2 separate regions of the Rattus norvegicus genome follow, and region 1 is linked to region 2. Evidence: chromatin contacts called from public Hi-C data. All regions are on one chromosome and are shown on one strand. The core of a region is the stretch at or near the end of the contact, and the rest is flanking DNA. Distances in the headings are between cores, read along the strand shown.

Evidence for each region. Hi-C and Micro-C count contacts between places; a contact is called where the count stands out from the background.
Region 1: a contact with region 2 is called in a Hi-C map of liver, with 2.9 times the contacts expected there. The contact joins two enhancer-like sites. A contact is called at or near these places in 5 of 12 Hi-C or Micro-C datasets (Schwann cells, hepatocytes, liver and 1 more).

The regions. Positions count from the first base shown.
Region 1 is chr13:45,234,847-45,239,660 of GRCr8, reverse strand. The region is part of intron 1 of Rassf5 (Ras association domain family member 5); the gene reads left to right. Among named protein-coding and RNA genes, the nearest start is that of Rassf5, 18 kb to the left of the region's middle. Within about 2 kb of position 1,345, at least 2 of the 93 cell types and tissues checked have an H3K27ac peak or open chromatin away from gene starts, as enhancers often do. A contact at or near this core is called in liver, where this site is marked.
Region 2 is chr13:45,195,695-45,200,271 of GRCr8, reverse strand. The region is part of intron 2 of Rassf5 (Ras association domain family member 5); the gene reads left to right. Among named protein-coding and RNA genes, the nearest start is that of Eif2d, 30 kb to the right of the region's middle. Within about 2 kb of position 2,876, at least 26 of the 93 cell types and tissues checked have an H3K27ac peak or open chromatin away from gene starts, as enhancers often do. A contact at or near this core is called in liver, where this site is marked.

The sequences.
Region 1 (4,814 bases), core at 96-2,595, 41 kb before region 2:
TGACCCCCAAAGGGGTCGCAACCCACAGGCTGAGAACCACTAAAGCTGGGTTCCGAGACCACACGCTGGCTGCTTCTTGCTCAGCTCTTTAAACTTGTCTACTGTAGTTCAAACATACTTTCTCTGGTAACTGGATCTCTCCTTCCTGCGTGACCATCCAAGCAGGGCGTGTCTGCATTGAACTCTTTCCTTTGTTCTCTGGCTATGCAACCTTTTCATACACTTCTTCCCATGACACAGAATCAGGGACATCTGTCCTGATGGGTGCACACTGGCACGGCTTTGTTCAAAACTTGTTCTGTGTCGTTGCACTTTCCTCTGCATGACCACACCTGAGGCACAGCCTGGACCTTCTGGTGGGGTGTTCTGATGACCACTTTCTACCTTCATAAGCTCATGAAAAATAAGGTTCACCTGTCTTCCTTACCATGACACTCCCTGACTCGAATATCAACTCTTTCTTCCCAGAACTATTATACACCAGGGCCTGCACATCCCTTACCTGCGTACCCTCCATCACCACGACTAATCACCACTGTCAGCAACGTGTATTTCAGGAGGCCACAGTGCCACCACATAAAGAAGTCATTGACTAGGGGCATGTCTCTTTAAGGTACACGCTGTACCATTAGGCAACATTGCCTACCATTAGGAGACATCGTATGGGAAAACTATAAATACACTGCCTACGTACAGTCAAGAGATTAAGTAAAATTGGAAATGGTTTAGCGACTGTAAGAGGACCGACTCCATTATGCATTGATTTACCTGCTCCACTCTGTGAAATGAGTCCAGGCACTCTACCCCTGAGCTAAAACTGGCGCTAATTTTAGACAACTTACGAGCATTATGGGTAAATCTGCGTCAATGGTATGAGTGTTGGAAGCATCTAAAAGATACAGAAAGAAATCCGGGATGAGAAGGATAGTCCTAGCACTCTGGTATCGATTAGTGCTGTCTGTAATAGAAGCCTGAGTCCTGAAATTCACTTATAATCAAGTACACACACACACACACACACACACACACACACACACACACGCACGCACGCACACACTCACGCGCACGCACGCACACACACACACACACACACACACACACACACACACACACCCCGCATGGGGCAAGACCATGCCTCTGCAGGCCTTCCCAGAAGCCTGCTTCTGCCAGGTCAGTTGGGTGTATCTGGGACAAAGGTACAGGAGACCTAGGCAGCATGCCTGGGACTGTGACAAGAAGCCCGTCATGGGGAGCTGGTAACGAGATGTCAAACGTAGAGAAACACTGATAATCTGTTTGGTGAGACAGGATCTTCCTATGTAGCCGAAGCTGGCTGGATCTGCCACGTAGCCCAGGGCTGGCCTCCACTCATCACCCTCCTGCCAAGTGTTGGGATTACAGGCTTACACCACCACAGCTGGCCCAGATATCTGTTGTAATATCCACCAAGCAACAACCCGAGCAGAGAGGTTCCTTCAGAAAGAGTCTGCATGTCAACTTCACCCAGTCTTACCCTAGCAAAAGGGGGTCATTGGGAGTTAATGATGACCATAGTCTTGGGATTAGCTTTGGATCACTTCCTTATGCCTCTGTCCTCACAGGCTCCCCAACACCACCCTACTCCCCCAGGACTTTCTCTTCTGAAGCTTGACCTGTAGGATCCTTCACAAAGCCACCATCTCTCTTTTACATAGCAACTGAACAGATGAGTCAAACTCGGGCTTGTTCAGGTACAGCCTCTCTCTTTCAGAGATAGCACAGCTCCTCAGCCAGCTGCCACCTTGTCTGCCCATGAGAAGTGTGAGCATGTCTGTCTGTCTGTCTGCCTGTCTGTCTCTGTCTCTGTCTTCTGTCTCTTCCATGTTGGAGGTATGTAGTGGGCTTGTTGGGGGTGGTCTGCCTTTCTTCTGAAACAAGGAGGTACAGTTCATGGAAGACTTGGGGCCTCAAGCTCCTTTCTAGAAAGGTTGAGATGTAGGTGTCCCAAACTGGCTGTCTGACCCTGGGAGTAAGAGGTTTCCATCCTCCTGTTGCTGGGTGTCTTAGTCAGGGCTTCTATTCCCGCACAAACATCATGACCAAGAAGCAAGTTGGGGAGGAAAGGGTTTACTCAGCTTACACTTCCACACTGCTGTTCATCAACCAAAGGAAGTCAGGACTGGAACTCGCACAGGGCAGGAGGCAGGAGCTGATGCAGAGGCCATGGAGAGATGTTACTTACTGGCTTGCTTCCCCTGGCTTGCTCAGCCTGCTCTCTTACAGAACCCAAGACCACCAGCCTAGAGATGGCACCACCCACAATGGGCTTGATCACCCCCTTGATCACTAGTTGAGAAAATGCCTTACAGCTGGGTCTCATGGAGGCATTTCCTCAATGGAGGCTCCTTTCTCTGTGATAACTTCAGCTTGGGAGAAGTTGACACACAAGACCAGCCAGTACACTGGGCTCATGAGGGGTTTAACCAGGAGTGTGCAAACTGTATAGGCTGTGTTGATTTGGGTTATGGTTGCAGATGTCCAGGCCTGGTTGCTGTAGCGTGCCCACCATCTTACTCATATGAAACCTACTTGCCCATAAGATCTAGTCGTCCATCCATCTGCCTCACTCTTCTGGACCAGCCACAGGCAGATGTGTACCACTGACGAGTGGGAGGGTTCGTGTACCACTGAGGAAGGGGACAGTTAGTGTACCACTGAGGAAGGGGAGGGCTAGTGTACCACTGATGAAGGGGAGGGTTCCTGTACCACTGAGGAAGGGGAGGGTTAGAAGGGGAGGGCTAGCGTACCACTGAGGAAGGGGAGGGTTAGAAGGGGAGGGCTAGTGTACCACTGAGGAAGGGGAGGGTTAGAAGGGGGAGGGCTAGTGTACCACTGAGGAAGGGGAGGGCTAGTGTACCACTGAGGAAGGGGAGGGCTAGTGTACCACTGATGAAGGGGAGGGTTCCTGTACCACTGAGGAAGGGGAGGGTTAGAAGGGGAGGGCTAGCGTACCACTGAGGAAGGGGAGGGTTAGAAGGGGAGGGCTAGTGTACCACTGAGGAAGGGGAGGGCTAGTGTACCACTGAGGAAGGGGAGGGCTAGTGTACCACTGAGGAAGGGGAGGGCTAGTGTACCACTGAGGAAGGGGAGGGCTAGTGTACCACTGAGGAAGGGGAGGGCTAGTGTACCACTGAGGAAGGGGAGGGCTAGTGTACCACTGAGGAAGGGAAGGGTTAGAAGGAGAGGGTTAGTATACCACTGAGGAAGGGGAGGGTTAGAAGGAGAGGGTTAGTGTACCAATGAGGAAGGGAAGGACTAGTGTACCATTGAGGAAGGGGAGAGTTAGTGTACTACTGAGGAAGGGGGGACAGTTATTGAACTGTTCTGACCACCTTAGTTCAACAGAAGAAGACCTGATAATGAGGAAAATCTTGGCTAGAGCTGGGCATGGTGGCACATGCCCGTAATCTCAGCAGTAGGGAGGCTGAAGCAGGAGGATTATGTATGTGAGTTCCAGGCCAGCACAGACTCCTTACCAAGATATATAAAAGCTCTTGGTTAGTGTTAATTACATGCTGACCCCACAGAACTTGCGTATATGACCTCCCACAGAGCTGAAAACCCCTGCTGCTGTTTATTGAGCAACGATTAAGTATCAGGCGCCCCTGGGTGCGTTATCTAAACGTTCTCTAATTTTTCAGAAAAATTTCCCAACAAGAAAGCTATTATTTCAATTCCTCAGACAAATTGAGGCTGAACGAGTTCTAAATTTAACTAAGAAAAACTGTCCAGACATCTCATACCCAGGTAGAGGCAGGCTTCAAGTTCAAATTCTGACCCATGTGACTCCAAGGAGGACGCCAGGTAGAGCCACTCTCTGGCACCAGGCTGAGTGTCGTCAGAGCCTCCAGCTGGTCCGATAAGGCAGCTGGTGCTGGGAGTACCCTGTCCATCCCGATGCCACCAGGAGCAGGGTGCAGAGGGCTACTTCCGCAGAAGAAAAAGCACTCAGAACTCCAGCCCTTTAACCGCAGCCTCCCTAAGCCCCTTCGGGATGGACCCTGCCCCTGGCCTCCAGGAGGAGGAGAACCAGGATGAAGTGGGGATGCTACTGAGAAGCATGTTATTGCATGACCAAACGGGGCTGCTGCACAGAAGCCATAAATGATGGATCATCACGCTCCAGCTGTTGCCTGCTGGTCTGAGGCTGCCAGCTAGTAACCTCGCCTCTCTGATTCACCATTGCCCCAACTCTAGAGGTTGACTAAAGACGCTGGAAACCAGTGTCTGTACGAAAGCCTGAACATGGGTACTCCTCGAAGCCTTACTTAGACTTCTTAACACTTGGAGGCAGCCAAGACATTCTCCAAGCACGTGAAAACTGAGGATGGTATATTCCAGACGGTGGAACACCATTGGACAGTTAAGAGAGATGACGCTATCGAGGCCATAAAACGGAGGAGATTCAATGGATCTCACTGGTTGAGAAGGCCAATCTGATAGGGTTACATGTTGGATTGTGCCAATTTTGCGATGGTCTGAAAAAGACAAATCTGTTAAAAAGTAGGGGGTGGGCAAATAGAACACAGAATTTTAGGACAGGAAAACCACTTTGCCTTCACCATGAGTGCGTGTCCAGACTCACAGAATGCACAGCACTGCCTGAACCTGATGTAAACTGTGGCCTCTGAGCAGTTGTGAGTGTAGACTCATAAGCTGTAACAAATGTATCCCACAGTGGGGTGTTTAGAATGGGGAGGCCAGGCACGTGCAGGGGAGGGTTATAAAGAAAACCTAGTTCCTGTTTAACTTAACCATCAACCTATAGCTGCTCC
Region 2 (4,577 bases), core at 1,627-4,126:
AAGGAGGGAAACTGCGCAAACCCCTCTGTGGAGCAAACTACCACCCATGGGGCACGCTGCACAAAGCAAGTCTCACTGCCCATGAGTGCGTTGCACAAACAAGTTTTATTAGGCCATGGCTACCCCCCTTCTGTGGCTGCCTCTGTGTTACAAGGGTGGAGGTGAGGAGATACAACAGATTGTGGCCTCCGAAGCCTAATGTTTATCACCTGAACCTTCACAGAAGAAGTCTGCCCACCACTGCCTGTGTTGAGAAAGAAATGAACCCTAAGGCCTTTTGGCCAATCTGGAATAGGTGAACAAGGACAAAGAGAAATGAACTTGGTTCAGAAGGATAGGGCTTGGTTTCCCTGGGAAACCTTTGGTTAGGTTTGATTGATCTTTAAAACACCTTTGAACCCACTGTCTTGCTTTTATATCAGTCCCGAGTGATAAAAGATTTTGATTCCAAACTTATAGAAGGAACCAAGATTTGGAGGGTCTCTTGATTCTCCTAAGATCACAAAATTAAGTGGGGGTCTAAAGCAAATACATACTGTCCATCCCCCCAAATACATACCGTCCACCCCCCCCCCCCAAATATATACCGTCCATCTCCCAGGTATTTGAGCAGGAACGAGGTTCTGGGATACTGTGATGGACAAGAAGGCATGGTTACTTCACTCAGCACAGACTACATTTAAATCCAAGGCCAGCCACAGTCCCTTAGAGAAGCTGAGACCCCATCCCCGGCAGTCGGTGAGGGATCCATGAAGGTTCCTGAGAAGTGTCCATTGTCTTCCTCATGTCCAGTGCTGATGGGCACAGAAGAAGCAGAAGTCATTCTGGCCTGGTCACGAAGGAGCTTCCATCCAGGAGAGACATGGCTTCCTGGGAGGTGGATGGAAATGGGATTGTAGAAAGACCCCAGATGGCGAGGGTTGACTTTCAATCAGCTCAGCTTCAGTCTGGCTGTGATTCATTTTCTCCAGCTGTAGAGGGGGGCGACGGTGGTAACTCTCTTCAGGTGTCTGCTGTGGAGGTACGTGAGCGGAAACAAGCTGACAACAATGCACGGCGCGCGCGCGGGAAAGCGGCGGTGCCGAAGGTTCACTGTCATCACCAACACCAGGCAGGGCTGCGGTGGTTAGGGAAGCCCTGTCAGGAAAAGCAGCTCAGGTGGGGAGACAGGAGGGAGACCATCAAAGGCCAGGCGAGGAGAGCACTTGGTCACATTTAGAAGTGGGAGAGTGACATTTTTTTTTTTTTTAGCAAAAGAGAGGTCTGTGTGATGTAGACCAAGGCAAAGCAAGCAGGGAGGGCGGACGCACTCTCTCTGCCTCCGCCTACTTGCCGCTCTGTGAATTTTGCTGGACATTTCTTGGTCTGCCCAGGACCCATTTGGGGATTAGAAGCTACAGGCCTCACTCCTTCGAGTAGAATAACCAAAATGAAGACTTCTGTTTGTCACTGACTGAAATGCAGAACTAGCCAGTGTAGCCTTGAAGATAAAATACAACAAAATCTGGCATAGCATAAATCTGTTTTGTGCAGGGGCTCTTAAAGGTATTTTTACTTAAATTGGTTTTTTGAGATGAAGAGTCTTGATAGCTCATTATGTAGACCAGGCTGGCCTTGAGTTTGCAGTGACTCTCCTCCTCTGCCTCCTAAGTGCTGGGGTCATAGGTGCTTTCCACCGCTCCCAGCCCGTTAGGGGAATTTTAATAGATATTCGGGAATTGTTCTGGGGAGAGCATCTGTGCTCCTAGGACTAGCACACAACGTCACATGGTTGTCATGCCTCCACATTATAACTTCCTTACTGCCAGAACTTCAAGGGCTTACAGTGGTCACTGCCTTTGTGGCTCAGGACATGAGACCAAGGAGCTTTTCAGCTACTGAGCCAAGGATGGACCAGACACGAAAACAGCCCCTGCCAGGGATTTAATCAGAGAGAATCACTTCCATGCTGCACGTCCCGAGATGGGTAAACTCTCGGGGAGACACCTGGCAAGTTTACTAAATCATAAGAGTTCCCCATTCTGTCTGGACACTGGGGCTCCCCAAGACACAAGTGCTGTCTTCCTGGCTTCTGACTTTGTGCTCATCACCAGAGATAAATCCTTCACTGTGAGGGCCTGAGACTGTGTCGGATGAACAGAAACCAGAGTCTGCCTTGTCCTTGGGAAGATTACTGAGTCATTGACTTGTCCACACGGTGGATACTGCCTTTTAGGTAAAATATGGGGACAGCTTTTATCTGTTGGCTCCAAAATAGTAGTCCTGTAGCCGGATGGAATTGTCGTGAGGGTTTCCTCACAGTTTCTAAACTCTGAAGCATGTTGAAATCATCTGATAGATTTCAAAAACTCTTGTTCCCAAGCTGCACCCAGATCAATGAAGTTGGCACTCTCTAAGGAGAAAGTTCAGGAAACCACATTTCTAGAAAATCCCCAGATGACGCCAATGTGCTTGGAAGTTTAAGAGTCCTTAGTCTAGGTTCTACGGTGTTTCCCTGCCGGTGGATTTTTGAGCTCGTGGACGGGGATCACTGGTTGGCCCTACTTTGGAAAGTGATTCATTCCATCTGTAGGGTAGACCTTGCCTGGCAGGTTCTGTGTGGGCAGCTGCCAGACTGAACTGGGTGCCGACATGGCGCTGACATTCTGTGGGAGCAAGGCTCTCAGTGCTGGCCACACACAGGCTGCTGACACTCCTAGGAAGGTGGTGCTCACCCTCCCTCCTGGAAGACCAGACCTTCCGATGCTCGGGCCAGGGATGCCATCCTCTGCCTGTCTGGAGTGCCCGTGGCTGCCTGCGTCATTTCCAGGCTTGTGGGAAGGGAACAGAATAGGTTGGTTGATGTAATGAGTAAAAAGTGGAACAGGAAGAAGAAGAAACCTAAAGCCAAGGCAGCTGTGACTCACTGTGGTCCAGAGTAGGCGTGGAAACGGGCCTCCGGCAGCCACAGCATAGCTACTTTTTCAACAAGGAAATAGCTGGAGGTTAACTGAAAACAGCGATCTTCCAGGGACTTCTAGAGTTTTCCATCACTTAATATGAGAATGTCCCAGGAATGAGAGTCAGTCTGCCTTAGAGATGGGCAGAACGGCGGATAAAACAGCAGCCACCCTGCTACCCATTTTGACTTGAAATGGCCAGAGAGCAAGGCAGGGCCACAGCCAGGCACATCTGGTCCACAGAGATGTACCCAGCTTGTGGAGACTGGAAATGGAGTCCCAGAAGTGAAGACGAATGACAGGGACCCATCTGAAAGTCCCCAGATTAATGGGTCAACCGTAAACAAAGACAGCCTGTGATGCTCACGTGGCTTACACACCTCAAGCAACCAAGGAAGAGGGCATCCTGGTAGGCCCCTACAGCCTGCCAGCTGCCCTCGCTCCGGATGTTAGGAGTTCTCCTTGCCAGCTTCATAGATAATGCAAGGCCCACCAGGATGCCTAGAGCTGTACACACTGACCAGGCTTCGTAGACGAATGCCCCACAGGCATTCTTGTCTTACCAGCAGTTCATCCCACGCCTGCGGTGTGAAAATTCAGTGACCATTGCTGGTGTGGTAGGGCGCTGATCCCTACATCAGAAGGGGCTGCCCTAGGGTGACCATATGGTCCACTGAGAACTGGGCTCCGTGCTTAGATAGACTTCATTCTTACTCCAACTTGGCTACTCACTGGCAGTGGGATACTGGCATTTATCTGTTGTGTTCATGACAGGTAGTATGTCAGAGAAGGCATCTGAAGCGCCAACATGGTTACCATCAGGAGTTGTGGGTGAAGAGAGCACAGGAGCAGACCATGGCCAGAGCCTCTACTGAAAGAGGATGCTAGCTCGTCTCTGTGGAGGGCTGGGAAGGGGAACCATGCAGACCCAGCAATGCCCACTGCTCTTGGCAATCACGTGGTCTACAGTTTCTGTGACCTGTAGGATTGGAGAGTTGGGGGAGGAAATGCTGGCCCGCTGTGCGCGTGCTGAAGTCCTGCAAATGGGCAGGCTGGAGGGAAGGAAAGGTCAGGGGCGAGTTCTGTTGGTGAGCGCCCCACTGTGCTTCAGTCAGTGGTGATGCCAGTGTGATGTGGGGAACTGTTGTAAAATTCCCCCAACCAAACCCACAAGCAGGTGTCAGATGGCGTCAGGTCATCCCTCTCTGGGCACCTGCTGCCTTATGTACCAGAGAGGATTCCTGACTGCCCAAGTCTGCTGGATTTCTAAGGTCGGGGTAATTCTGGGAGAATTTTCACTGACCAGCTCCTATACGCCACGCCACTCAGGGGAGCATGAAAACCAAACTGGGAAGTGGCCCTGAACATGAGAGAACTCCAGAGAACTGACTGTGAAAAAGACCTGTGTGGATCTCAGAACCCATACTGCAAGGAATACTGACATCCACATTAAGTTCATCCTTCCATTTTCCTGGGGGGGGGGGGGTCACAGAGTAAAGCAGGGAACTCTGTAAGAACGAATCTCGGTGATGCAGAGAGAACGCAGCCGGACAGATGTGGGATTTCTGGTTTGCTCTGCACATGCGGATGAGGGTCCTGGGCAAGTTGGTAAATGCCTCCAAGTCCCAGTGTTCTCCC